Linked DNA regions of Mus musculus: regions 2, 3, 4, 5 and 6 are each linked to region 1. A link is a contact called in public Hi-C, HiChIP or PLAC-seq and promoter capture Hi-C data. All regions are on one chromosome and are shown on one strand. The core of a region is the stretch at or near the end of the contact, and the rest is flanking DNA. Distances in the headings are between cores, read along the strand shown. Region 1 holds the start of Cd3e (CD3 antigen, epsilon polypeptide). Region 2 holds the start of Cxcr5 (chemokine (C-X-C motif) receptor 5). Region 3 has its middle 26 kb from the start of BC049987. Region 4 holds the start of Tmprss13 (transmembrane protease, serine 13). Region 5 has its middle 18 kb from the start of Tmprss13. Region 6 holds the start of Il10ra (interleukin 10 receptor, alpha).

Evidence for each region. Promoter capture Hi-C pulls out the DNA fragments that hold promoters and counts their contacts. Hi-C and Micro-C count contacts between places; a contact is called where the count stands out from the background. HiChIP or PLAC-seq counts read pairs in DNA pulled down with a chosen protein or histone mark.
Region 2: an H3K27ac HiChIP or PLAC-seq map of thymic regulatory T cells shows a contact between it and region 1, with 6 times the contacts expected there. The contact joins the promoter of Cxcr5 here to the promoter of Cd3e in region 1. A contact is called at or near these places in 1 of 484 Hi-C or Micro-C datasets (regulatory T cells) and 1 of 115 datasets of contacts at active chromatin or transcription factors (thymic regulatory T cells).
Region 3: a contact with region 1 is called in an H3K4me3 HiChIP or PLAC-seq map of the SCID.adh cell line, with 2.5 times the contacts expected there. The contact joins the enhancer-like site here to the promoter of Cd3e in region 1. A contact is called at or near these places in 1 of 39 promoter capture datasets (embryonic stem cells), 1 of 15 datasets of contacts at CTCF or cohesin (embryonic stem cells) and 1 of 115 datasets of contacts at active chromatin or transcription factors (the SCID.adh cell line).
Region 4: a contact with region 1 is called in a promoter capture Hi-C map of liver, with 2.9 times the contacts expected there. The contact joins the promoter of Tmprss13 here to the promoter of Cd3e in region 1. A contact is called at or near these places in 4 of 39 promoter capture datasets (the C10 cell line, liver and stem cell-derived epiblast-like cells), 1 of 484 Hi-C or Micro-C datasets (bone marrow-derived macrophages) and 1 of 115 datasets of contacts at active chromatin or transcription factors (bone marrow-derived dendritic cells).
Region 5: a Hi-C map of Th1 cells shows a contact between it and region 1, with 3 times the contacts expected there. The contact joins the enhancer-like site here to the promoter of Cd3e in region 1. A contact is called at or near these places in 7 of 484 Hi-C or Micro-C datasets (the AML12 cell line, the P5424 cell line, Th1 cells and 3 more), 3 of 115 datasets of contacts at active chromatin or transcription factors (bone marrow-derived dendritic cells, double positive thymocytes and large pre-B cells) and 1 of 9 other capture datasets (adipose tissue).
Region 6: a contact with region 1 is called in a promoter capture Hi-C map of embryonic stem cells, with 2.2 times the contacts expected there. The contact joins the promoter of Il10ra here to the promoter of Cd3e in region 1. A contact is called at or near these places in 4 of 39 promoter capture datasets (embryonic stem cells, hippocampal neurons, second pharyngeal arch cranial neural crest and 1 more), 1 of 484 Hi-C or Micro-C datasets (regulatory T cells), 1 of 115 datasets of contacts at active chromatin or transcription factors (large pre-B cells) and 1 of 9 other capture datasets (adipose tissue).

Annotation. Positions count from the first base shown.
Region 1 is chr9:45,007,014-45,011,408 of GRCm38.p6, reverse strand. Cd3e (CD3 antigen, epsilon polypeptide) reads left to right here and starts at 1,798. Exons shown (of 8, transcript NM_007648.5): 1 at 1,798-1,843; 2 at 1,960-2,061; 3 at 4,216-4,233. The coding sequence starts at 2,013.
Region 2 is chr9:44,524,277-44,528,671 of GRCm38.p6, reverse strand. It overlaps Cxcr5 (chemokine (C-X-C motif) receptor 5), which reads left to right and starts at 2,228. Exons shown (of 2, transcript NM_007551.3): 1 at 2,228-2,350. The coding sequence starts at 2,294.
Region 3 is chr9:44,644,089-44,648,483 of GRCm38.p6, reverse strand. No RefSeq gene overlaps it. Among named protein-coding and RNA genes, the nearest start is that of BC049987, 26 kb to the left of the region's middle. Within about 2 kb of position 1,888, at least 107 of the 459 cell types and tissues checked have an H3K27ac peak or open chromatin away from gene starts, as enhancers often do. A contact at or near this core is called in the SCID.adh cell line, where this site is marked.
Region 4 is chr9:45,316,870-45,321,264 of GRCm38.p6, reverse strand. Tmprss13 (transmembrane protease, serine 13) reads right to left here and starts at 2,165. Exons shown (of 13, transcript NM_001013373.2): 1 at 2,110-2,165. The coding sequence starts at 2,130. It overlaps Lncbate3 (brown adipose tissue enriched long noncoding RNA 3), which reads left to right. Exons shown (of 4, transcript NR_040720.1): 3 at 1,946-2,172; 4 at 2,787-2,999.
Region 5 is chr9:45,298,675-45,303,069 of GRCm38.p6, reverse strand. No RefSeq gene overlaps it. Among named protein-coding and RNA genes, the nearest start is that of Tmprss13, 18 kb to the left of the region's middle. Within about 2 kb of position 2,414, at least 318 of the 459 cell types and tissues checked have an H3K27ac peak or open chromatin away from gene starts, as enhancers often do. A contact at or near this core is called in the AML12 cell line, the P5424 cell line, Th1 cells and 4 more, where this site is marked.
Region 6 is chr9:45,267,138-45,271,532 of GRCm38.p6, reverse strand. It overlaps Il10ra (interleukin 10 receptor, alpha), which reads left to right and starts at 2,384. Exons shown (of 7, transcript NM_008348.3): 1 at 2,384-2,527; 2 at 4,313-4,395. The coding sequence starts at 2,461.

The DNA of each region.
Region 1 (4,395 bases), core at 549-3,048:
CTGCAGCTCTGGTTACCATGCAGCATTTCAGCAGGCAGCAGGTAACTGCACTCAGAGGGTGGGGGGCGGGTGAGGGGGGTTGGGGAGGGGAGAGATGTACGGGGGATGTCTGAGGGCAGTGAAAGGGAGAAATCAAGGTGGATATGATCAAGATACATTACATACATGTATGGAATTGTCGGAGAATAAATAAATCTTTTTTGAAAAAAGGGGAGAGAGCGCCAGAGAGTGAGACAGCAAGGCAGAAAGCAAACCCCAACTCAAAAACAAGGCGGAAAGGGGACTCAGACTCCAAACTAAGGTAGAAAGGGGGATCGAGAAAGAGCGCTTAGTATCCATCTCTGGCCTCCACAAGCACCTCACACGTCTGCACACTCAAACTCCATACATACATGAAAAGATTTTGTAATTTCCATTAATTAATTTATTTACTCATTTTACATCCCAATCTCAGCCCCCCTCCTCCAAGCCCCCCCTCCAAGTCCCCGCCCCTCAGATAGCCGCTCCCCCCACCCCTCCTTCCCCTTCCCATCTGAGAAGAGGGAGGTCCCTCTGGGCACTGAGTCTGATACTATCCCTTATCTGGAGATGTGGGTGGGCAAAAAGAATGTAAGAGTAGAAACTAGGGAGAAGGGCTGTGAAGCACTGCCTTCTAGTAGCTGTGGCAGCCAGCAGTGGATCCACATGCAACTGGGCTTATCAACAGTCAATCATGCATTGGGGCGGGACTTCTGGGGCTCTAAGCCTTTCTACTGAACTATAGGTTATAGATGGATTCAGAAAGAAAGGCAGCCGTTTTCTTCAGTCCTGTACCCACTGAGGAGCTCTTCAGGCTCCTTCAGTAGTTAGTTCCAAATCCACTGTCACACAGCTAACTCTCGTTAAACCCAGTAGATATATCAAGAAGCGGAGCCAGAGAGATACCTCAACAGATAAAGTTGTTTGTGGTTAAAAACCTAAAGACCTGAATTGAAACCTGGGACTCACATGTTAGAGAGAATCCCTCAAGCTACCCTCGACTTCCACACATGCTGTGGCAAGTCTATGCCCACACATATACACATATAATAAATAGGTAAATAAATAACGTAAAACTTTTTTTTCGTAAAACTTTTTAATAAAAGACTTGTCGAGAAAGGGAGATTAATCATCAGAAAGTGTGTTACAATTGTATGAAATTATCAAAGAGCTAAGTCAATAAGCGTTTTTTACAAAGAAAAAGATTGTTGCTTATAACTCAGGAAGTACTTATGCTAGATTTTAAATAATAATGCTAAAAGCTACCCTAGTGGGTGCATGAGTAAAGCCCCTAGCATAGTGTCAGTACAAAGACAGGAGCTATGTGACTCTCTCATTGTCCAGCAACTGCCCAGCATGTGCAATCAAAGGCCAGGACGGCTACATGCTAAAAATCCTGTCTCAAAGAAAGAAAGAAAAGAAAAGCAAGCCCCTCGAAGATTATTAATGAGACGGCTCCACTCCATCCTGCTGCTCAGACCCAAGGGCACCATAACAGAAGGCAGATACTGAGTGCTTCAACGTCTTCCTGCCTCCGCTGGAGGGGTTATGCATAAGGAAGGCTCCCTCAGTGTGGAGGTGCTTTGCACAGGGCACAAGTAGGTGTTTTTCACAGCACTCTCGGGGGCTTGCTAGAGCCCCCCTTGTTCATCCTTATGGGAAGGCTGTGAGGCGCGGATTTCCTCAGTTAACCAAGGCGGAGGCTTCTGCCTCAAACATTTCCAAGTGACGTGGAGCAGGCGGGCCCTGAGTCCCCTCTACACTTCCTGTGTGGGGTTCAGACACCTGCCTCCCCTGTCTGCGTCTGGTGCCTTCTTCAGAAATGGTAAGTCTCTCCTTGTGAAGTGCCCCCCACTCTCCTTCATCCTACTATGGCAACCAATGATCCAGGGTCTTTGCATGCAGCCACTGTGTTGAAAACCTCATCTGTTTCTTTTTCAGAAGTAATGAGCTGGCTGCGTCCGCCATCTTGGTAGAGAGAGCATTCTGAGAGGATGCGGTGGAACACTTTCTGGGGCATCCTGTGCCTCAGCCTCCTAGCTGGTGAGTAGGGGAATGAAAGGGCGGTGCTTTCCCAGGCCATTGCAAGGTTCACAGTCTTGCCCAGTGCAGCTGGTGCCTCAGTGGCTAGAAGATTCAAGGAACTGTTGGCGATACCGTTAGGAAGTGGGGACAAGGGCTGGGGACTCAGGTGCGGGGAGACAGTTCAGGAGACATGCAAAGGAAATCAGTTGGGTTGATCTCATCAACTGAGAGAAGAGTTCTGTCTGTCGTGGAAAATAAGCCCATCTGACTGTAAACTTAGCAATGCTAAGAACTAACACAAGGAATGAGCAGAGATAGTGCCTCTCTTGGTTTGGGGGAGACGGGAGGGTTAGACTCAGGTTCATCCCAGCTTAGTATCTTTGAGACACTTTGTAATTTCCAGTCTTTTGGAAGTGGCCAAGAGATTCCTACTAGTTCATCCTTTTGGGGAAGTAAGGTAGGATAGAATTGGTAAATAATTGAGAGCACATAAACAACATGCATGCTCGTGCTCGTGCGCGCGCGCGCAAGCACACACACACACACACACACACACACACACACACACACACACACACGGCCCTTTGCTAAGTGCATGTGCCGCATGAAGAAACAAGGGTTAATCAGTTTGATTCTTGCTTCTTCCATGGAAGAAAAGTGGTACGGCTCCTGTCTTATGGATGAAGTTGTCATGCACGATTGACTAATCATTCATTGTTAAACAGCAATTCCGGCAGTTGATCTGGGAAGCCAGAGATGTCTGTCGACAGGGTCTGTGCTCAGGAGGGCTGCATGCACTTTGTGAGGCAAATGGCTCATGAGAGTTTTATGTCAAAGACCTAGAAAATTGCCACAGCCTGGCTCCCCTCTCAGAACCACAGCTGTGTGCCTCTACTTCCTGCTTCACTTTGGGTTTCTCAAACTTGACTGTGCACACACCTTCACAGGGGGTCCTGAGAGAGTTGGCTAGCTGCTTGTGAGACAGAGGTTCATGAGACAGTCTAAGTTGACTGGTCTTAAACACTGTGCCCTTCTGCCTTAGCCCTGTGAATGCTGGGATTCTAAGCTTGGGCTAGCAACTCCTTCAACATCCTGTATTTCTAACAAGCTTTGGGTTTATTTATATGGGACTGGTCCAAGGAACACACTTTGAGTCTCACGGGGCAGACTATGACTCCTGCAAGAAGCAGTCATTAATTGTACTACCCCTTAAATTAAATAAATAAATAAATAAACAAAAAAACAAACAAATAATGAAAGCATCACTTAAAAGAGAAAAGAGGAGAGTCTATGGTATAGTTGAGTGGCTGAAGTGCCTCCCATCAAGGTTGACAACAACCTGCATTCCCTCCCCAGGCCCTACACGTGAAAGGAGAGAAGCCGTTCCTACAGGTTGCCCTCTGACCTCCCAATCCCGAAGCACACATGCACACACAGGCACACACTAAATAAATGTAAACAAACATAATAAAGGGAAAGATAAAGACGGAGGAGGGAGGTAAGGAGAATGTTGAAGACTCAAGCACTGTAGATATGTGCTTTGTCTGCTCTGGGGATGCAGAACGTCTCACCCTGCACTGAGACTGTTCATAAGCAAAACGCTCGCTCGGGCGGTGCAGGGGAACTGGCCACTGTGACAGACCCAAGTCAGTGTTGATGAGGGGACCCAGGATAGTCCGATGCACAGGCTCTAGTTGCTAGTCGTCAGGCTTTCAAATATCCCCACCTCTGTCTCAAGCAGAAAACAAGTGGAAATTTTGAGCTCAGCAAAGACAGAATGAGAAAGAATCCTAACACCTGCACCCACCAAGGGCTTGTTTTCCGTCTGAAGTCAGAGAGCAGTTTTCAAAATGGAGGGGCAGCTGCAAAGCTCCGTGGCTTTTTCTTGAGATGACCCCCGACTTTCTTGACTTCTATTTGTTAAACACTGTGCATTCACATCGAATGCTAGAAGTTTCCTCGTCCCGCTTCCTCCTGAATTGCCTGGGATCCTCTGCTTGATGCCCTGTAGGAAACGTCCTTTCCTGTGGTATAGAAATGACTGTTATGTGACCGTGGGTGAGAAGGACTTGAGATACCAGTTCTGATCAGACAGGAGCACAGTTCTTTTTGTTTGGAATTTCAGGCATTCACAGCACATACTAACTCATGTCTCTTCTGTTTGTTTTCCAGTTGGCACTTGCCAGGACGGTAAGATATGATTTCTTTCTTTGCTATGAAAGTTATGCCAGGACTGGACTTAGCCGTCATGCTAAATAACAGTGATCTGGTCTATAACTGATGGACAGCAGTGATCCCATGCAATTACAGTAGAGCTGGAAAGCTCCCATCACCTGGTATTTCACTGTATCT
Region 2 (4,395 bases), core at 979-3,478, 480 kb after region 1:
TGGTTTGTCCTTGTCACAGGCTTTCTGGACCACTGACAGGAAATCACCTAAGGTCAAAGCACAGGCTGATAAGGCACCCAGAAACCAGCTATTCGAAAAATAGTTGAAGACATTAGGATGTGGGTTGGGACACATAAGACTCACAGGCACGTGATATCTGTACCCAGAGGTCACTTGGGAGACATGCTACCTACACACACGGTCATGTCTGAGGCCCAGCTGGGGGTGTCATAGAAGATACATTTTGACTCAGCATGAAGGCTCAAGTTTCTAATTCTAAACAGTAAACCATCCTACTCTGAAACATGATCTACCCTCCCCCTTCGCACTTTATTTTATGGATGGGTCTTATCACATAGACCTCTTTAGCCTCAAACTCAGAATCTTCCTGCATCATCCTCCCAAGTGCTGGGGTGACAGACATTCACCCTCAACAGCTGAGGAACCATGATTTCATGAGGCAGCTTTCTCCCTTGAGTGAGGATGCTTTGGTCTCCTTTCTTGCATCCTCTGGAGAGGAGGGGTGGGCAGAGTGAGGCGTGACCGGCTTGTCTTTCAAAGTCCCTTTCCATTCCTTGGAGTTTCTCATGCTTTGGTCTTTTCTGGACAGTGTGCTCAGAGCAGCAAAAGTGGACTTGTGTGTGTTGCTGGGCAGGAGGGGCGTGACCGCATGGTGTAGGGTTGGAAGGATGAACAGTGCTTCGTCAGCTCCAGACTCAGGAAGCGCCGAGGCAGTGTATCCCTGAGCAGCACAGGACCAGAAGAGCTGGAGAGGGGCTCCAACCCTGTGCCCTGGCTTTCTTCCTCCTTAAGAACAGTTTTGGGGCCAGCAAGATGGCTCAACAAGGAAAGACATTTGCCATCAAACATGACTACCTGAGTCCCACATTCCCACATTGTAGGAGAGAAACAACTCCCACAAGTTGTCCTCTGACCTCCATAGGCTCTCTCTGTGTGTCTATATCGTTGTCTGTCTCTGTCTGTCTCTGACTGACTCTCTCTCTCTCTCTCCCTCTCTCTCTCTCTTTCTCTCTCTCTCTCTCTCTCTCTCTCTCTCTCTCTCTCACACACACACACAAATAGTGCCCCGTATGTAGTACCTACATAGTGTAGTGGGTACAATCTTACACTATCATGGCCTAAGTCAGGAAATATCCTCCCGTGGAAGAAAACCCACCAGGACAAGACCTGGAGGGGAAATGGTTCAATGTCCACCACAGGTCTTCATGAACGAAGTGGCTCTCAGGATGGGACAGAGCAGGGGTAGAGAGCAGGGGCAGAGAGAGCCTGCAGAGCAGCTATGATGGAAGCAGGGGATGACAAATGTGGAGTCAGGACACTTGGGTGCAAGGTTGCCACCATTGATGCGTTACAGGATCCTGGGTAGGTCAGTCTCCATCTCTGGGCTTCGGGGTCCTCCTGTGTAAAATTGGAGCTGTGGGGGTGGCCTAGGTAACCATCCATGTCCTTTCAAGCTAGGTGTCTACAAGTTTACTTGTGGTGGAACGCCTTTTTGACCTTTTTCTCTGAGTCAGAGACAGCTCGATGGCCATATTTATACTGCACTCTTGTCTGGTAATTTCATTTTACATTTTTTCTTCTAGTATTCTTAGGGTTCTTCCCTTTGAAAGAACTTAACTCTTTCAAACTTGAGCTGAAAAGAGGGAGGGGCAGGGTTCCCCCTCCCTGGCCGGGCAAAAGGATGGCAGTCACAGGTTGATCAAGTGCCCTGGCTCGCCTGGGACTGAGGGGTTTCCCAGGACAGGGGACTTTCTTTGGTTCTGGGCAAACTGGGATGGTTGGTCACCCTAGTGATAAGGAAAGTGAGTGTGTAGAGGAGGCTGGGAGTACTCTTTTCTTAGCCCCTTCTATGAGGAGTTCCCCAAGTCTATATGCATCCCTCATAGAGATCCAGTGAGCAGAAGGGAGGGGCAGCCTTCACACCAGACGCCTGGCCCAGTTCAGACCATGAGTGCCAGGAAAGGCACTGAAATGCTTGCGTAGTACTGACTCTGTGGGGGGAGTTTCCCTTTTTCTTAAAAAAAAAGAAAAGAAAAGAAAAGAAGGGGGAAAACACACACACACACACACACACACCAGAAAAGACTCAGTGGAAAAAAAAAAAAAAAGAGATGAGTCGAGAGGCAAGCAGCAAGCCCTCACTGGCCCCAGGAGACCGCACATGGCTCATTTGTTTAAGTTTGCAGCTGACGCCTGCCACCTCTCCATAGGCACCAGCACAAACCTTCTCGACATCAGACAGTGACCAGCCTGGTGACGCAGAGCTGCAGCTATGAACTACCCACTAACCCTGGACATGGGCTCCATCACATACAATATGGATGACCTGGTGAGTCAAGTCATGTGGCTCCCTGCTGCTCTGGTCCTGCTTGGAACTTTAAATATACTATGTCAAGGAAGAGGGGATAGCTTGGGAATCCCGCCGCAAGGATTATAGAACATAGGCAAATACATCCACTTTTAGACTCTTATTGTCTCCCATATCTGTTGCCCTTAATAGATGCCAAAGGGAGGTGGGAGACACAGGATCAGGTTTGGCATCTCCTGCTGTGTGACTGAGGACCCAGCTCTGCCTCTTGCTTCTTTAACAGAGAAGTTTATCTTGTCTCCCTGAGTTAGAATGGCAAAGTCATTTGGAAGGGGTATTTTTGTTTGCTGCTTTTTTTTTTTTTTTTTTTTGAGACTGAGCTTCTCTGTGAAGCAAGCATTGGCTGTCCTGGAACTCTGTAGACCAGGTTCAAACTCACCTACTACCTGCCAAGTACTGAGATTAAACGTGTGCGCTGCCGCTGCTGCTGCCGCCGCTGCCACCACCACCACCTGGCTGGAAGTTTTCTTCATGTCAGTTTGCTGGCAGTGCTAGTCAATCAGGCAGTGTGGAGTTGTTGGCTGGGAGAGGAGGGGTGGGCAGAGTACTCAGTTGGTAGAGTGCTTGCCGAGTGTGCATGCTGCTAGGCTCATCCTCAGCTTGCACAGAGTGTGGTGGTACACACCTATAATCCCGGCATGAGAAAGGTGGAAGCAAAAGACTCAGGGGCGGGAGCCTAGAACACATTGAGACCTTGTCTCCAAAAGAAGGTATATATAATTGTTCATCTTGCTGAATGACTTGATCATTAAGGCACAATACAACATCCATCTGTGTTGGGTGGAGAGACTGAGAACATAATCTTTGCCCTCAAGTCACTGATGGTCCAGACAAGGTGGAGCTAATCCCTGGCTGGAAGGCTTTAGACAGTGATTTTGTATAGATGAAGAAAGCATGAGGCCAGACGTGGCAAGGAAGAGGACCCCAGGGGTCAAAGTCATGCAGCTGTATTGCTCCTAAAAACACCTTGGAGCATGTCGCTTTGCCCTGGGAGGGACTGTCATCTCTAGAGATACAGTATCTTGGAAGAGCTTCTTAGGTGGGAGCTTAAGAAAGAAACAAGCAAAGAAAGGAAGCAGTGCCTGGCACCCTCTCCGCCCCCTGCCTGAGTGTCTTCCAGTTAAGCATAGGAGTTCACTTGACTTGGCTGCTATTGGACTACCAAAGGATATTGTTAGGAGCAGTTCAAGTGGGAAAACCCAGGGCTGTGGGGCTGTGGGTTATGGGCATCAGTAGACTTAGAACCTTCATCATGGCCTTATTCTCTATGAACTCCAAACCCAGAGTCCTATCAGCTCTCCTGCCCTAATCACACCTTGAGGTGTTTCCCCCCGACTCTCCCAGCTCGCCAGGATCTGTGGTCTGCTTTATCATTCTTCCCACTATGTCGCTGGGCTTGCTGAACCTGCTCAGCTGGCATCACTTGGGCACTCATGGGGATTCTGCAAATAAAAGGACCTCAGGCTTGGCTCAATGCTTTCTGTTGTCTTGAAAAAATTTGGGGGGTGGGGTTGTTTGTTGGCTTGTTTGTTTGAAACAGAGTCTCTGTGTAGCCTAAATCTGCTTCAAACTCATAGTCCTCTTGCCTGAGTCCTTTGAAAACCTAACTGTTCTACAGGGGAGTGTGCTCCCACGCTTGCTTGCCCTCATCCCCACTGCCAGCTGCCCCTGATATGGTTAGGTGGTATCTTCTGCCCTCAAGCTGACCATCAGCCCTGACCCACTTGGATGCCTTTGTAACCACCTGGAGACCTGGCCGTTCCTGGCTTCTGAGAAACCTCAAGAGTTTCCCCTAACTGCACGCCTCACATCACAGTGTGACCTACTAGAGACAGGTGGTAGTGGGGGCCAGAGGGACAGCAGGACGTGCTCATGACATGAAGCAAACCTACATTCCAAGGAGAGAAGCAAAGAAACTTCTTTCATGACACATATCAAACCCAAGGCCCTGAGCTATGTGCCCAGACATCTAGCTAGGAGTCCAGGGGTTCTAAGACAACCCTGTC
Region 3 (4,395 bases), core at 639-3,138, 360 kb after region 1:
AACAATTTATTTATTTTATTTATATGAGTACACTGTCCCTGTCTTCAGACACACCAGAAGAGGGCATCGGATCCCATTACAGATGGTTGTGAGCCACCATGTGGTTGCTGGGATTTGAACTCAACACCTCTGGAAGACCAGTCAGTGCTCTTAACCACTGAGCCATCTCTCCAGCCTTTTTTGTTTGTTTGTTTGTTTTGTTTAAGTCTTTTTTTTTTTTTTTGGTCTTTTTTTGGTTTTTCAAGACAGGGTTTCTCTGTGTAGCCCAGGCTGTCCTGGAACTCACTTTGTAGACCAGGCTGGCCTCGAACTCAAAAATCCGCCTGCCTCTGCCTCCCAAGTGCTGGGATTAAAGGCGTTTTGTTTAAGTCTTATTTTTAAGTGTGTCTGTGTGTGGATGAGCCCGTGTGGGTCAGAGGCACTGGGCTCCCTGAAGCTGGGCTTACAGGCTGTTGTGAGGGCCTGACATGAGTGCTGGGAACTCAGGTCCTCAGAAGAGCAGTACAGACTCTCTAGAGCCATGGTTTTGCTTTTTTTTTTTTTTTTCTGGGATAAGTTCTCATAGCGCAAGCCGGTGAAGAACTAAGTGTCCCAGGTTGGCTCCAACTCACGGCCATCCTCCTGCTTTAGTCTCTTGTGCTGCACAGTCTCTTTAACCCACTAATGTCCTAGGCTCCTGTCAAATGAGATGAACACACTTCCTCCCTATTTAAGTCACTGTTTCTCAGATTTCTGTCCTGTCTGCGGCTGAGTGGCATCTTTAATGGCACCCTCTGCAGAGTGGTCCTTGTTGATCTCTAAGTTTGGGGTCAGCCTGGTCTATAGAGTAAGTTCTAGGACAAGTGAGGACTACACAGAGAAACCCTGTCTTGAAAAACAACAAACAAACAAACAAGCATAAAACAAATAAACAAAAACAAAAGAAAAAACCACAACCCCCTCCCCCCAAGCCCCACTTCCCATTAGGACCCATATGTCCATAACATTTCCAGCCAGGTGACAAGGTCTTGTCCTCTGTCTCTTTCTGTGCATGTAGGAGTGCGTGTATCAGAAGCCAGAAGTCAGCGTGAAAACTCTTTCTCAATTGCTCTCCATTTTGGTGTCTGAGGAAGGTATTCCTACAGATCCCAGAGCTCACCGACTTGACTACACTGGCGGACTAGAAATTCCCAGGGATGCTCCTGCCTCTGCCTCCTCGGCACTGCCACCACCGGCGGGGTGCTGGAGATCCAAACTTAGGTCCTGCAGCTTGTGAGGCAGGCACTCTGGGGTCTGTGCCATCACCGCAGCCCCATTTGGAGCTGTTCCGTATTCATGCCTGCCTCATCTGTGGCCAGCTGAGGCTACAGGAAGAGTTAAAAGTGCTCAGCCCTAAAAACATACAGACAAGTAGCATTCTACAAGCTGAACAGGTTGTATTTATGTATCTAAGTACACACACACACACACACACACACACACAGAGAGAGAGAGAGAGCAATAATTTATGCAAAAGAGAGGCAATGAGCCGGGCTTGGTGGAGCACGCCTTTAATCCCAGCACTCGGGAGGCAGAGGCAGGTGGATTTCTGAGTTCGAGGCCAGCCTGGTCTACAAAGAGAGTTCCAGGACAGCCAGGGCTATACAGAGAAACCTTGTCTCAAAAAACCAAACCAGAGAGAGAGGGAGAGAGAGAGAGAGAAAGAGAGAGAGAGAGAGAGAGAAGCAATGAATTTGAAATAAAGAAAGAAGGGGTGTGTATGGGAAGGCTTGGAGGGATGAAAGGAAGAAACGACACAGTGATATTATAGTCTCAAAAAATAAAAGAAATACTTTTTAAAGGCTGTGTTGTCTACATAGGCATGCCAGCAGCTGCTCCCCTGCTGGTGTAGAACAGCTACCTTCCTCACTCTTGCCTGTCAGGTGTGCCCCTGTCTCAGCCGCCTGCACTTCAAGGCCTTCTCAGGCAAGGAGCTCCTGGTTCTCTGGATGTTTGGTGATGCCACAATGACATGACTTCTTTGTCCCAGTCCTGGGGTGCTGAGGTGGTCAAGGTCATGACCCGTGACAAGATATCTATGGACAGCAAACTGTTAAACTGCCCCACGTGTCCTGCTCTGCCGTGCCCCGCTATATGTAGCCAACTAGAATGCCATTTGAAAACTAAAATCTCCCATCAGGCTGGGCGGTTTGGCCCCATTCGGCAGGAGGGGAAAGGGCCAGTGTGGCTGCAGGCTGGCCCTAAACATCAGCTTCCAGCCCGCGGAGCTGCAGGCTTCCGGTGCTGGGCGGGGCCAGAGCCGTGGGACCGCAGGCCTCGGTGGTGTGACTGATCCTCTGAACACTAATAGGAAGCCACACACCGTTCATTCTCCTAGAATAGCTACGCACCTGCAGATAAGCAGTTTCTGTTGTGGTGAGAAACAGCACAAGAGAGAGATGTAAAGGTAGGCCAGGGCCCAGCCGGTCCCGACCGTGACAATTCTTTTTTGTGGTGAAGTTTTTGTGGTCCTCACACCTCCTACTCACTTTCAATCAGTGCCACCTGCAAGCCATCGGCCACTCTGGCCACACAGACACCTATGCCGAGGGCCAGCCAAGCCTGTCCCCAGACCACTCAACTGAGATTGCTGAGGCCACTCTCACTGAGAGCCTAAGAGATAGGCCCTGGTTTGGCCTCATTTGGTCTCCATAAGTCCATTGCAGTCACTACGGTTTGTTGGGGTCTTAGTTTCCTCTTTTGCAAAGCAGGACTAATGGTAGCTCTCTTCAGAAGCTATTGTGAGACAGAAGGACTGCATGTGGCCAGCTGAGGGCGGTGCCTGTCCTGTTTATGGGTGGAGATGCTCCAGCTGGCCTCCTGCCCTATTGTGCAGCCTGTCCCTGTCGCGTGGCTGAGGAATACTCCACTGAAGCTTGAGAGAAAGTTTGACTAAGACGTGATCTATGTGCTGGCTAGTTTTATGTCAACTTGTTTCAAGCTGGGGTCATCAGGGAGGAGGGAGCCTCAGCTGAGACAATGACTCCATAAGATTGGGCTTAGATGACAATGTAGGGCATTGTCTTAATTAGTGATTAATGGGGGAGGGCCTAGCCCATTCTGGTTGGTTCCTGGTTCTATAAGAAAGCAGGCTGAGCAAGCCAGGAGGAGCAAGCCAGTAAGCAGCACCACTCCATCGCCTCTGCATCAGTTTCTGCCTCCAGGATCCTGTCCTGCTTGAGTTCCTGTCCTGACTTCCTTTGGTGATAAATGGTGAGGTATAAGGGTAAGCTGAATAAACCCTCTTCTCGCCAGGTTGCTTTGGTCATGGTGTTTCATGGCAGCAATGGTAACCCTGGGGTCCATTGCTAAGGTCCCTCTAGGACAGTGGCTCTTAGTCTTCCGAATGCTGCAGCCTTTCTTTCATTACTACTATAATCTTACTACTGTCATGAAATGTGATACAAACATCTGTGTTTTCTGATGGCCCTAGGCAACCCTGTGAAAGGGTTATTTGACCCCCGAAGGGTCTCGACCTCTAGGTTGAGAACTGTTGCTCTAGGAGGGCTTCCTCAGCCACCTCAGCACAGCTGCTCCCTTTGGACTTTCCTGCTTATGTGACCCCAGCCTGTGGCCTGAGACAAAAGAGGAGGGCTCACCTGGGAAGTGTCTTCACAGCACAGGTCAGATAAGCAAAGGGCCGCCTCAAAGCACTGGAACAGGACCGTGTCCTACAGGGCCTTGTCCTGGTCTGTGTGGTGCACTGCCTCCTAGCTCAGCCACTCACACGAGAACAAGACAGCGTGCAGGGAAGATGAAGATGCCTAGGGCCACAGCTCAGCAAGGGAAAGAGAGAGACCCAGAAGAGAGGAGGAAGAGGAGAGCAAGGGGAGAGGGAGAAGGAGATGGAGAAGGAGTAGTAAAGAGGGAGACAAGAAAGAATAGGAGGGGAGCAAAAGAAGACAGAACAAACAGGAAAAGCAGAGTCAGAGTTGGTCAGATGCAGCACTCATCTTAGCACTGGGGAGGCAGAGGCAGGCAGATCTCTGAGTTCAAGGTCAGCCTGCCTTATATAGTGATTTCTAGGACAGCTCAGGCTACATAAAGAGACCTTGCCCCCGGCTGGAGAAATGGCTCCATGGCCAAGAGCTTTGGCTGCTCCTCCAGAGGACTTAGGTCCAATTACTAGCACCCACGTGGCAGTTCACAACTGTCTACAACTCTAGTTACAGGTGATCCAACACCCTCATAGAGACATACATGCAGGCAAAACACCAATGCACATGAAATTGAAAATAAATAAAAGAAATAATTTTTAAAAAGAGACCCTGACTCAACAATAAAATAAAAAACAAACAAGAAAAGAAAATCTTGGAGTCTTGGAGGTGGGATAAGCGAACGTAGACAGGTTATCTCCAAAGCTTGGCATTCTTTTTT
Region 4 (4,395 bases), core at 916-3,415, 310 kb before region 1:
CCTGTTGTGGTCTTGCTACCTAGCCCAGGTTGACCTAAGGTTAACTCTCCATCCTCCTGCCTCACCTTCCAGCCCAGCTGGGATGGGAGGTAGGGACCAGTCACTCATGCAGCTCTGCTTTCCTTTTGAATACAGAAAAACGGTGCCTTCTCCATCCTTTTAAAGAGCCTTCTAAAGGCCTGGCATGTCCTCAGGAGCACCCACAGTTCCAGCCCACTGGCCACCACATCCTCTCTCTTTGTAGGAGGAACAAATCCCACAATGCATCTCTCTGTCATTGAGCCCTCACAGAGGAAGCTCAGCCTTTAACTTCCAGTGTCTTGTCTTTTCTTTTCCTTTTCCCTCCCCTTCCTCTCTCCTCTTCCTCCTCCTTCTTTTGATACAGAGTCTTACTATGTCCTGGAACTTATTATGTAGACCAGGCTGCCTCCCAATTCACCAAGATCCATCTGTTTCTGCCTCCTGAGTGCTGGAATTAAAGACATACACCACCACACCTAGCTTCTCCAGCCCAATCTTATTTACTCTTAAGAAATCTGAGCCAGGTTGTGTGGTGCACACCTTTAATCCTAGCACTCAGGAGGCAGAGGCAGGCAGATCTCTGAGTGTGGGGGCTAGCCTGGTCTACAGAACAAGTTCCAGAACAGCCACGGCTACTCAGAGGAAATCTTGCCTTGAAAAAAAAAAAAAAGGAAAGAAAGAAGACAAAAAAATGTGCTGTAGACAAGATTAGGGGGCAGCTATAGGCTCCCTCCTTTGCCTCTACTCACTATCTATGGGTTTCACCTATACCCTTAAATAATGGGATGGCTCAGCTCTCTCATTACAAGAGAAGCTTGGACCTTCCATAGTGATCCCAGGACCTACCAGAACTTTGACACTTAATTCACACTTTTGCCCATGTCCTGTCCTTCCAACCTGCTTCCACATTGGTCCCTAACTCTAGGAAGATGAGTTTCCCAGATGAACATGCTTCTCTAACCCCACTCCAGGAGAGAGGCCAGGTCTCTGCCCATCTCTAACTTGAACAGATAGAACTTGATAGATAGCTCAGTCCCCATCTTTGGGTCTGGGGACTAGCAAGTTTTCACGGAAGATAGCCATGGCTGTGTGTGTGGCGCCCCATGCTTCCTACAGAATGCTACCCCCACCCCATGCTCCCTGTTCTGCTTCCTGTGGGGACATGAGCCAAAAGGACCAGAGCAGAGAGCAAAGGAGAAGAGCAGAGAGGGGTCTGGAATAATAGGAGAGATAACAGTGCCTTCGGAAACATACCCGGGTTCAGAGTGGACCACAAGCCAGGCACAGTCTAGAACATATGGTGAGCTGGATTTCTTCAAACCCAGGGCTTGTTGGACTTTCTAGAGTCTCAGAGTCCACTCTATCAATAGAGAACAGAAAAATATGGAAAAGAGCAGAAAACAGGACCTAGGAGAAGTTAAGCAAAAAGAGGGGCGCATTAAATAAGGCTTTGTGGATACCTAATGTGTGTACAAGACCCTTTTCTACACAGGACAACCCCATTGCTCTCTATCACCTCTAAAAGCAGCAGAAGAAGCTTAAGATATAGCAGAAGACACTGTGGTTAGACATAAGGAAGCACTTCCCATGTACTTTACGTCCCCTAGTAAGTAACCAATGAAAAAATTTAAATGTACATTTAAAAAGAAGACTCGCATGCTTCCGGGAAGGGTTAGGAGTCTAGCTAGGAGGTAATCCTTGAAGATGAGTTAAAATACCTTTGGGTTCTCAAACCAGCAAAAATGAATCTAGATTAAATCCAATCCTCAAACAGCAACGCCAGATTACCAAGTAACTCCAGAGCTGTTCTTGCCAGGGCACACACAGGCCACAGCCCTGTCCAGGCCTTGGCCACACAGCCCAGGGGTGCCTAATAACCAGACTCCATATTTTATTGGTTTCTCCTCCTCGGAGTTCCTTCTAGGGACTAAGATGAAGCAGTTGAAATCACTGGATCCCAGGCAGCTTCCAGCCAGCAGAGACATTCTGTCTTCCCTACACTCGGGGCAGGTCTTGGCAGCACCCTGCCTGACTCCAGCCTGTCCCTTCTCATGCCTGGGAAAGCCCAGGAGACCGCGGCGCACTCACCCGGTGGCTGCCTCTGTCCATGGTGTAAGAGAATGCTTCTTCCAGGCTCAGCTGATGTCGAGGGTAAGATCCATGTTGGCCCCCAGTCCCCCAGCGTGTGGGGAAAAGGAGGCTGAGGGCCGAGGGCCGGCCCTCAGCAGATGGGGCGGGGAAGTCGGTGGGACGTGTGAGGTAACTCAGGTATAAACAACCCAGAACTCGCCAGACCTGTCCTTCAGCCCCATCCCAGTTACTCAGCTAATACCTGGGCTCTTGAAACTGCCACCACATGAGCTTCTGTGTGTGGGGTCCCCTTCACCGCCCCTCCCAGAGGGTTCCAGACAGGATCTGAGATTATGGGAAGCCCTTCGAATGTGGTCACCTGAGCCTTCCAGGAAGACCCTGCCCTCAAAGTGTGCTCATTTCTAACTGTGTCCAAATCCCAAATCTGGACATGAGATGGACTTTTTTTTTTCCTGAAAAAAGTTTTTTATGAAAACTCTTAACAACGACAAGAGAAATCAGATGGTTTTAAATGGTGCACATAATGAATTACCTCCATTGGCAGCAATAAAATATTATGAATTATATCAAAATCAATTACTATAAAACATGTATGTATTTGAGTGGAAACCGGTCTGGGGAATATATTAGGCTGACTCATGACCTCCTACCCTGTGCTCCATCCTGATCATTAGAGGCAAAAGAAACAGAGGAAGAGACACGTGTCCTAAAGCAAAGTCGCTGCGCTCAGAAGTGTGGAAGCAGAAGAGTTAGGTGGACTTGGGAATGCTCCCTTTGTGATAAAGCCCCAGGGTGGCTGCAACTTCGCTGAGATCCGTGGATTCTGCGATTGGGTCTGTGTTCCCCCATGCATGAATCTGTACCCAGATAAAATTCTCTTTGCTTTTATTTTTGCCTCTTTTGTGAATTCTTGGTTTACGTGCAATCCTAGAAGCTGGACAGACCTAGACCCCTGGAGCTGCGGTGCCAGCACTGATGGGGCTGGGAGTGGGGTGTGTGTGTGGGGGGGGTGGGAGCTGGGACACTGACCACACTCAGCAAACCAGTGAGGCAGTTCTGGCATCAGACAGTGGGAGGGAGGGGGGCAAAGCCGGAGGAGATGGCGAGGCTGAGAATGCCCTGACAATTAGGAGCAGTGGCCATGGTCAACTACTAGGGTGGAGTCTGAGGCTGCCTCTTGACCTTTTAGATAAACAGATATGAAAACTGTTCTAGTTTAGGGTGTTCAGGGAAGTCTAAAACACAGAGGCTCATGGGAAAACTCCTGGAAGACCCAGGCAGAGAGCCAAGGAGTCTCTGACTTGGCTGCATTACTTCACTGGCTGCTCTTCAAGACATCAGAACTTGGCCCTCGCTCTCTTCCTCTCGCTGTCCACACTCTGGTCATCCAGGTCTGGGCACAGGCTGGCCACATTGTGTGCTGGGTCCTCCTCTTCCCCTCTCCTAAGGAGGTCCCCTCTGGGCACCAATGAGCTACAAGGCTATGCTTCATCCTTGGCACCCAGAGGCCGGTCCTGGAGGGCTCCATCAGTCTTCCAGGCAGGTCAGATGTCTTTTCCAATCCAAGTCCCCAGAGCCTCTTGGAAGAGCTCAGATAGGGGGTTCTGGGCAAGTCAGAGGGAGCAACTGAAGGCAAGATCGATTTGGAAGCCTACGAGTGTGCTGTCTGGGAATTGGTGATGACACATAGCACCAAGAAGTCAGCTCTGGAGCAATGTCAGCTTTTCCTTGGTCTTCTGTCCCAGAATTCTTGCTAAGCAGGTTATGCTGCCCTCGGTGTCCCACAGAGTGGGTTCAGGAGGCACAGAACGCTGATCCTCAGCCTCTTGGAGTAGAGGTGGGATTTCCAGGGCTTTTCTTCGTTTTGAGGAAGGCTTTGGGCTGCCTGGACAAGACTCAGACCCTTCCCCCGACAGAGTCCAGCCTTGAAGCTGCCCTTTCCATCCCTGCCCTGGCTGGATCTTCTCTTTCCTAGTGCCTTTCTTCCAGGTTCCATGCCTTCCTACCTGGCTATCCCATCCTGTCTTCCTCTGACTGACCCTTTCCTCTGAAAGCTTCCAAGCTGCTTTCTGGAGAGACTCATGGCAGGCCTGCCTTCTCTCTACTGGGGGATCTCAGAAGCATTTTCACTCCCCGGATGGGGACCCTGAGCAATGATGGGGACCCTGGGCAATACCAGGCTCATCTTAACTTGGGCATTCCCTCCTTCTGGCTCATTTCCTTTTGGGTTAGAGGGAGCTTTTATGTAAAAACCATGTCAGCCAGGCAAAGAGCTCGTGGCTT
Region 5 (4,395 bases), core at 1,165-3,664, 290 kb before region 1:
AAGAGGTGGAGGCAGGAGGATCTCAAGTTTGGGGGGCTAACCTAGGCTACATAGTGAGTTTCAGACCAGCTTGAATTACAGAGACCGGTCTCAAAAAAACTCAGAAGAACTCACTAGAAGATGGTGCTTTCAATGCTGACACGGGGACAGTCCCAGGAACTGGGACAAGTTGTTCATCTCATATGTCTTTTCCCACTTAAGATGGCGGAATGCATGAACGGTGAGTTGTGGACTACAAGTTGAGTGTCTGGCTGTTAAATACTTAGCATGTAGATCTTTTCTGTCTAGCTGCCCTCTGGACAGGACATCTTCAAAGATCAGTTACAAGGAGGTTTGTCAGTTTGCTCCTCCAGGGACATAGATCAGTGTGGCAACAGGTGGGCTCCATTGAGGCCATATATGGCTTGGCACAGACACCTGTTTCTATACAATTTCCGAGTTCTGTGGGGTCGAAGGGGGCCCTGTCCTGTCTAAATCTTCCTACAACACGCCTTCATGTGGCAGATGCCTCTCCCGTGAAGCACTTACCATAGCCACAACTATGTACTTCACGGTATGTGGTAATTTCGAGACAGAGTCATGTAGCTCAGACTGTCTCTAACTACATAGCTAAGGACGACCAAAGCCTCAGCAAGGACAGAGGCCAGGTCCACTTTAGCTTTCCTTATTGAATCTCATTATCAGGTTTTTGGTTTTTTTTTTGTTTTTTGTTTTTGTTTTTGTTTTTGTTTTTGTTTTGTTTTTTTTTTTTTGTTTTTTGTTTTTTTTTTCAAGACAGGGTTTCTCTGTATAGCCCTGGCTGTCCTGAAATTCATTTGGTAGACCAGGCTGACCTCGAACTCAGAAATCCGCCTGTCTCTGCCTCATTATCCGTTTTAATAGTAAAGTAAGCCCAAAAGATGGCATCGGATTGGTAAAGGATGAGATCTCCAGCCTCAAACTTAGGAAGCTGCCTGTACAGACGGCTGGGCTTGAGCAAGCCTTGTATCCGGGTATTTTTGGTAACCACCTCCTCCTTCCCCCTCTGGCCCTGGTCAGCTATCAGCATGCACATTCACACCGCCTACCCTCGCCTTGAACTGGAAAGTACACAATGGGGTACAGTGGCATGGCCCCTGTTAGCATTCCTTCTAGGCTCCGCCCAACAGTTACCTAGCAACAGCCAGGTAGGCCTGGCTTGTTCTTAAAGACTTTGTTTGGTCGCTCCTTGCTCACTCTGCCCCCACCCCTGACTCTCTTCTCTCGCTGACCCCTTTCTCCTTCTCCCTCTACCCCCTGTCTTTCTCTGTCTCTACTCCCTTCCCAACCCCCCTTCCCACGCATAAATAAACTCTGTCCACACTATACCTGTCCTATGGCTGGTACCTCAGAGAGAAGGGATGTCACAGCACAGGCCCACCAAGGCCCCCTCCCACTGTACCATACTTGGTTCTATCAAACATATCCTGGCTCTCTTTTATAAAGCACAACAGCTACTGTGTAGACAGAGGTGCAGACTCAGTGTTGCACAGATGGCAGGTATCTTGGACGTCTCAATACTGATTTTTAGGCCTTGCATTCCTCTATTACGAGACTGCAGCCCAGTAGGATATAATGATGGAGTCGTAGTCCAGTAGGACCCAAACTGCTCTGTTAGCAATGGGGGTGGTAAAGGCCTTGCTATGGGGATTCTCTGTACCACTTCCTGCCTAAGATATGATGCTGGGAGTAGAGCTGCTGAGTACCCTCACAGCCAGCCCAGGCACCTCCCCTCCCTGCTCCAGTGACCTTTGTCATCGTTAATATCTATGATGTGTAGGACTTGCTAGGCAAGTAACTACCTCATTGGCGATGGCCTATGGTTTCTTCTTCCTCCACCTCCTCCTCCTCTTCTTCCTCTTCCTCCTCCATCCTCTGCTTCTTCCTCCTCCCCCTTTATTATCACCACCATCATCATCAGATCTTTACCAAACAGGCCAGTGGTCCAGATATTATGCTGAGTGTTGGGGAGGGATGTTCATGAGATAAAAGTGATTAATGAGATATGACCAGCACATGCTACATTCCACAGTCAGGGAGATAAGATATGGACTCAGTCTGTAGGGCAGTGTGTCATAAATGCCAGGCACAGGGTGAAGTTGACTAGTGATGCCTGGTTTCAGAGGAGAGAGAGCATGCGCTAGAACTGTGAGCGAGGCTGGGCTGGGCTGGCTTAGAGTGTTTTCCACTCTGTCATCCATTTACTTCACGTTGTTCCGTGCAGGGATCAGTCAGATGCTCTCACGACATTGCCCAGATACAAAAGAACCCGGACTGGACTGATGATGAGTGAAGAGTGGGTACTCCGTGAATGAAATGAGAAGCCCACTTCCTCTGCACCCAGTGCCTGATGTAACGTCGTGCAGCCTGGGTCGCAAGCGGAAGAACCCCACCTGCTGAAGTCATCCCTGCTGAGTCATTTCCGGGGAAGTGACTTGGAGAATCTGCACGCTCGCGTGAATGTCCTGCCTTCCAGTTTCTGTCTTCGGGCGCCACCTAGTGACAGCATTCGGAAAAGCTCTCTGCTCCTTCCACCTCCTGGCTACCCCCAGTACCGGTTTTCCTCAGTTGCCTCATACCCTGTAGCTCCCAGTACGAGACACCCCTCTTCCCAGTCCACTTCCTCTATAATTTTCTCACTTTGACCTTTTCCCTGAGCATCCTCTTGAAGAAACATCATCTTGTCATCTTCACGGACTTTTCGGAGTTCTCTAAGGGATCCTTTCTAAATTAATTCAGTGCTTTGCCAGTGAGGTGTTGGGGAAGCCGATGCCACTCTTCAGGTCCCTGAGACTTAATGCTTCCCAATGTTGCCTCTAGATCTGCATCCTCTTCATGTGTCCCCCTTTTCTGTACCACTTGGTATACCACACTAGACCAAATTAGAGTGTCCTGGTGGCACATATCTGTTTGGGTGTCCTGGGGTATGCAGATTGGCAAGAGCCATGCTCTCAGGAGATGTGACAGAGGGAGGCAGGTGAGGACTCACAAATTAACTAATGGATGTAACAATGAATGATCCAGAGGAAACAAAGTGGTTAGCTGAAAGTAGAAGAATCTATGTGGTGATGGGAATGGTAAGAAGGTTTCAGAGGAAGACAACAAAGAGGGGGCTGGAGAGATGGCTTAGTGCTCAAGAGCACTTGTTCTTACAGAAGACCCAGGTTCCATTCCCAGCAGCCATACGGTGGCCCACAACTGTTCATAACTCCAGTTCCAGGAGCTCTGGCACCCTCTTGTGGCCTCTGTGGGCATTACGCCCACTAGACATACATGCAGGCCAGGCACTCATACACTTAGAAAAACAAACCAATGAGAACAGTGAGGACGGAGGGGGAAGAAGTGAACAGTGAGTCCCTTTGGGGTTGATGCGCTACCATGAGACCCTTGGGGCAAGGTGGTCAACATGACTTTAAAGGTAGCAATGTCCTTGTGTATGCTGGAGTGTAGGTCCCCGAGACAGGCACGCTGGCTTCTCCTTGGACCTTCGTTTTCAGTGGATTGATTACATACATAAGGGAGTTTTTACTCTTTCACTTGGCTTCTCTGTTGGTTTGGGTGGGAATCAAAGAGAGAACTGAGAGTGGCACCCAGAGACCGGAGCAGAGAGCAGCTGTTTGAAAACAGAAGTGCAGAGTGAACTCACACAGGGCTCCCTTGGAAGTCCCTCCGGAGAAGACTCAGATGACATCACCTCCGGGGCCGAGCTGAGCTCATCTCCTGGGACTCTCAAAGAGCAGGGACTGCTACCAAAAGATGGGGGGGGGTCACAGTCCTGTCACAGTCTCTACCCCAAGAAGACAATAGATAAATAGATCTACCCAACCAGACCAATAGAGAGAACCAGAAAGGAGATTTGCTCATTGTGGTCACATTGGGAAGAGGCAGATCCAGTGACCACTTCAAGTCCATCTCAGAACCCTAAAGTGAAATTGAAATTTAAACAGAGGGCTAGGAACTTGCATATCTAAGCAGTCCTGGTCAGAACGCCCACTGATCCATTATTGTCTGGGCTTCATTCCGTTTCATGAGGTGATCTGAGAAGCTGTGAGTGTCTTTCTGGGAAACAAGTACTCTCTCACTCCCAGCCAGTTTGATAGTCAGGTCAGGAGATACCTAGTTCTTCCAGGCCTGTTACTGGAGAATGGCTGATTTCTTGGATTAACCTTCAGTGCACTCACTGTGCCCTTTAGGATTGGCCTTTGGGTATCTCAGGCTGCCCTGGACCCCAGGTATCACTGTGATGCCCTCTTGATAGTTGAGAGAGGCTAGAAGATACCCAGTAACTTGCTGAAGATCAGAGGGTTCTGAAGAGGGCGAGGAGGGTTTGACTCTGCGCTGGCACCTGAACCACACGTGAAACACTTGGGTGAATTT
Region 6 (4,395 bases), core at 1,135-3,634, 260 kb before region 1:
GTTCCCAGGAAAAGGACAGGGATTTGTTTGTTCAGTACCTGGCTGGTGTCTGCTATGCAGTGTAAAGTGTTTTATGGAGTCCTTGACACACCTTAAGAGTCCGAGCATATGAAAATCCTGTTATTTACCATCTGTTCCAATATGGATGCTCACAAAAGAACCCCTGAAGAACAAGCTACTCAACACAAAACAGCATGCATGTGGGCTTCTTCTAATTTTTTTTCTTTCCTCGGGTATGATAATTATGTGCCTAATGCAGCTTCTCCCTGGGTGCTATGCAGGAAGCAGGGAGTGTAGCAGGAAGCCCACACTCAATGCTGGTTCTGCCCCGAGCAAGGGCCAAATTATGTCAGCCCTAGGATGTGTGCCCACTTTACAGACTTCTCTAAAACTGCTGTATCCCCTCATCTCCAATGTCCCAATCCCCTCCCTATCCATCCATCAACTTGCCTATTACAACGCAGCGCTCAAGTCTCAGATAACCGGCCACCTCTGCCATGGAACCTTCCTTGTTCTCAGCCCTGTGTCCCCTTGTTAGTCTGTACTTTCCTTCCCAGAAACTGTTAAAATCTCCGCTCACTTTCTGTCTCTGGCAAGGTGGTTTCTAGAGGAAGGGGCCTGGTTTTGGCCAGCATCAGCTTGTGACTGTAAATTCTGGTATGTGGAAGAACCATCTCGATCGTCCCTTAAAACAGCCAAGGTGCAAGGCTTTAAAATTCTTATAACTCAACCAAAAACTAAAAGGAAGACAACTGAGGAAGAAACACCGCAGTGTCCTCTTTTTTAAGAGGTAAACGGGGACTAAGAAGTCATGCCCGGGTACTTGCGTCACGCCTGGGTACTTGTGTCACGCCAAGCAGTATATGTGCTTTACCAGCGGAAGGATGGGCAGTGCAGAACAGCAATTAAAACAAAGTCCTCCCACATTAAGAAGTCTGAAGTTTTCCAACATGGCTGACATGAGGGTATTCACAGTGACGAGGGTATCCCTGAGTGTGGTTCTCACTGATTGTGTGTGTGTGCGTGTGTGTGTGTGTGTGTGTGTGCTCGATGCTATGGTTCACAGATATTACTTCCAACTAGCTGAATAGCTAGGGCAGCCCAGTCCTCACAGACAAGCACCTTTCCCAGTGAGTTCCCTCGGCACAGAACATGATCCCACTCCACTTGGCATCCTCTGTCTAGGCCACTGGACATAGCACTATCCACTCCCACGGTGTTTAGACAAAGCTTGTGTCTCCACAAGCCAAGGGGGTGGTGTGCATCACTAGCTCTCAGGTCACGACGGCAGTGCTCGTGTCTGACACCCCCAAGTTGGAGGGTCCTTCTCCAGGTTCAGAGGTTGCCCAAATCTTTGACATAGTAACAGTACTTTGTCATCTACGAACTTCACACCGGAGAACCATCCAATCCAATTTCCAGGAAGAAAAAGAAAAATTTAACAAATACCTCATACTGTTTTCAGTCAGTTTCTAATTTGATGGGAGGCAGGATTGGTATTGGCACTGAGAATCATGCAATTTGCAGACCGATGGCTGGCCAAGCCTTCTCAAGGCAGTAGTGTCTTCCGTGTGACAGGTAGGCTCTGAGGGGAATAGAAAGTGACTTCTTGAGAGCAAGGGCATCCTAGTGACTCCAGCCCTTCCTTGGCTTCTGTGCCTCCTCAGAACAAAAACAGGGCTTCCAGGATAGCATGAATATGTACCTGGCAGATGACCCCACGGGCGCTGTACACCTCACAATTAGATCCCTGAAAATCATGTAAGTGACATACTCACAGTATCAGCGCCACCTGCCAATAAGTCAGGTGGACAAAGCTTGGTCTCTCACACAATTAACATCTTTGGTGACACTGGAGGGCAGACAGATGTCCTGGTCACTGAAGAGGCATCTGAGTGATACCAGGTCCCTCAAGGCGCCTATTGACACTTCTAACCTGCAGATTTAGGGCAAGAACAACCTAAAGGGCCTGGGGGTGTCATGGACTCCCACCAAGAGTCAGGTAGGGACGTTCCCTCACTGTTGGCTTAGCAGAGGGCCCTGCATAGAGGTCCCAGGACTTTCACACATGTACCTGCACGCTTGTGCTTTGCTCCTGGCCCAGTCAGTAATTCCAATTGCTACAACAGAGAGGGGAAGGGGGCAAGGGGAAGGGGAGGGGGAGGGAGAGGGGAGACAGGCTGTCCAGTCGGTGTGAGAGTTAAGAGCCCAGCCACAGAAAGCCTCAGCTGCTCTTTCACCTTGAGACAAATGCCCCAGAACTAGCTAGACTTCGCTGCCTGCTGAGGTTCCTGCGGAGGTTCCCAAGCTCCGTGGGCTGAGGGCGGAGCAACGAGGCTCCGCCTTCAGGTTGATGTCAAGCTGGCCCTGTGGATCCAGCGGCAGTCTTCAGTTCTCAGGACGCCGCCGGCCGGAGGCGTAAAGGCCGGCTCCAGTGGACGATGCCGCTGTGCGCCCAGGATGTTGTCGCGTTTGCTCCCATTCCTCGTCACGATCTCCAGCCTGAGCCTAGAATTCATTGCATACGGTAGGCTCCCCAGCGCTCGCTCTGTTGCTTTAAAGTTCACATTCGCGGGAGAATCTGCTTGGATGGGCTGGGGTCCCGCCCCAGCTCCTTCATGCTGGCAAAACGGTCTCCGGCTCACCTGCTGTTTAAGTGGAGGAGGCTAAGATTAACTGTGGCTGTTTGGGAGTGGCCAGCGATGGATGGGTAAAGCCTATAGTTTCCGTCCTGTACGTACCCTTGTTCCTCAAATCATTATCCTACCACCTCCGGACAATCCATAACTTAGCCCTCACTTTTCGGCTGTTCTGGTTCTTCCGTGGGTCTGATCGTGCCCCTTCTTAGTTAGGCTCCTCTCCCTGAACCCTACCATCTCACCCCATCCCTTCTTTCTGCCCACCCTTCCCGACCACCCTGTTAGTCTTTAGCCCACAATTCATCTCCGCTGCCTGCTGCCCACCCCCCTCACACACACACACTTTACCCACTCCTCAGCTCAGGCTAGGTTCCTGTAGCCCAGGAGAGAATGAAAAAGTGGAGAGTTGGAGGGACCAAGTGGCACAGAAGTACGAAGACCGGGGACCCCAAAACACACTTTTACAGGAGTTCAAAGTAAAAAGAGCACAGTCAGTCATGTTATCTACAGAGGCACTGGGGATGTGCCCCGCTGAACATCACAAACACGGGCTGAGGTTTTCACTCCCCCTCTCAGAGTTTTGCAACTGAAACACAACCTTGAGATTCAAAGAAAGGGGTGGGGGGGGGGAAGGGCTGGGACAAGTATGTTTTCTGAGAATGACAGGGTCACTGAAAGAGAACTGAGAACTGTGACTCTCAGAGAGCTGGCAGTTTGGAGAAGGAAAGTGTTGCAGAGCTGCCTTCAAGAGGAGACATCTTAAAGGGTCAAGAAGGCTGGAGAGGAACAAGGGCTATTGTCCTTGCAACACACTTAAGCCCGCAGAACTCATCAGGAGAATTCAATAGGAATGCTTATTGTATTGTTACAAAAAGGGCAGAGGATCTCAAGGGGGTCACTCCTCTGCTCCTGGTCATACTGGCAAGCTGCTAGCTCCAGGCTCCTGTGTCAGCTCTTTAGAACTAATAGAGTGGGAGACTACAGGTACTTCACAGCTGAGTTTTCGAGGAGGCCAGGAGGCTGGACCGCTGACGTTCATTGTCTCCATTTGAGGCTCGCCTAGGCATCTGATTATACTGATGTCCATGTCTGAGCTACAGCTTTCCTAGAAACTAGGGACTGTGGGGATACCCTGTGCCTGGACCACAAGATGTCTGTGTAGACAAGCAGGGTGCCTACGGATCCAGATAAGGTCAAGGGTCATGGCTTGGATGAGAACTCAGTCCTGGAATGTCGCTAGAACAGGAACAGGCTTTGGCCAGAGAGCCAGGGACCGGCTCATCTGAGAGCCACTCCTGGCCATTATCCTGGAATGTAACAGACCCAACTTGCCTTTGTCAGTCCCTTGTGAGGCTTCTCATCCCACATCACACAAGCATAGAAAGACAAGACTCTAGCTTTGGATTCAGACACATTCTGGATATAGACCACCACCATGCCCCTTACTGGCTCCACTGGCCTTGGGCCAACTATCTGATTCTCTGGGATTCTATTTCTTCTTCACTAAGTTCGGCATGTGTCTAGAGCCCAGAGCTGCTGTGATCACTAAACCGAACATATATATGTAAAGCACCCAGCCCCTCCCTCCCAAAGTACTCTTGCGGCTTTCACCACCCTCTTCCTAGTCCCCCGGGTACCTCTGCTTTCTCTAGTGTTAGAATTCTTTCCCCTAGGGACAGAACTGCCAAGCCCTTCCTATGTGTGGTTTGAAGCCAGATTTTTCCAGCACATCCTCCACTGGAAACCTATCCCAAAC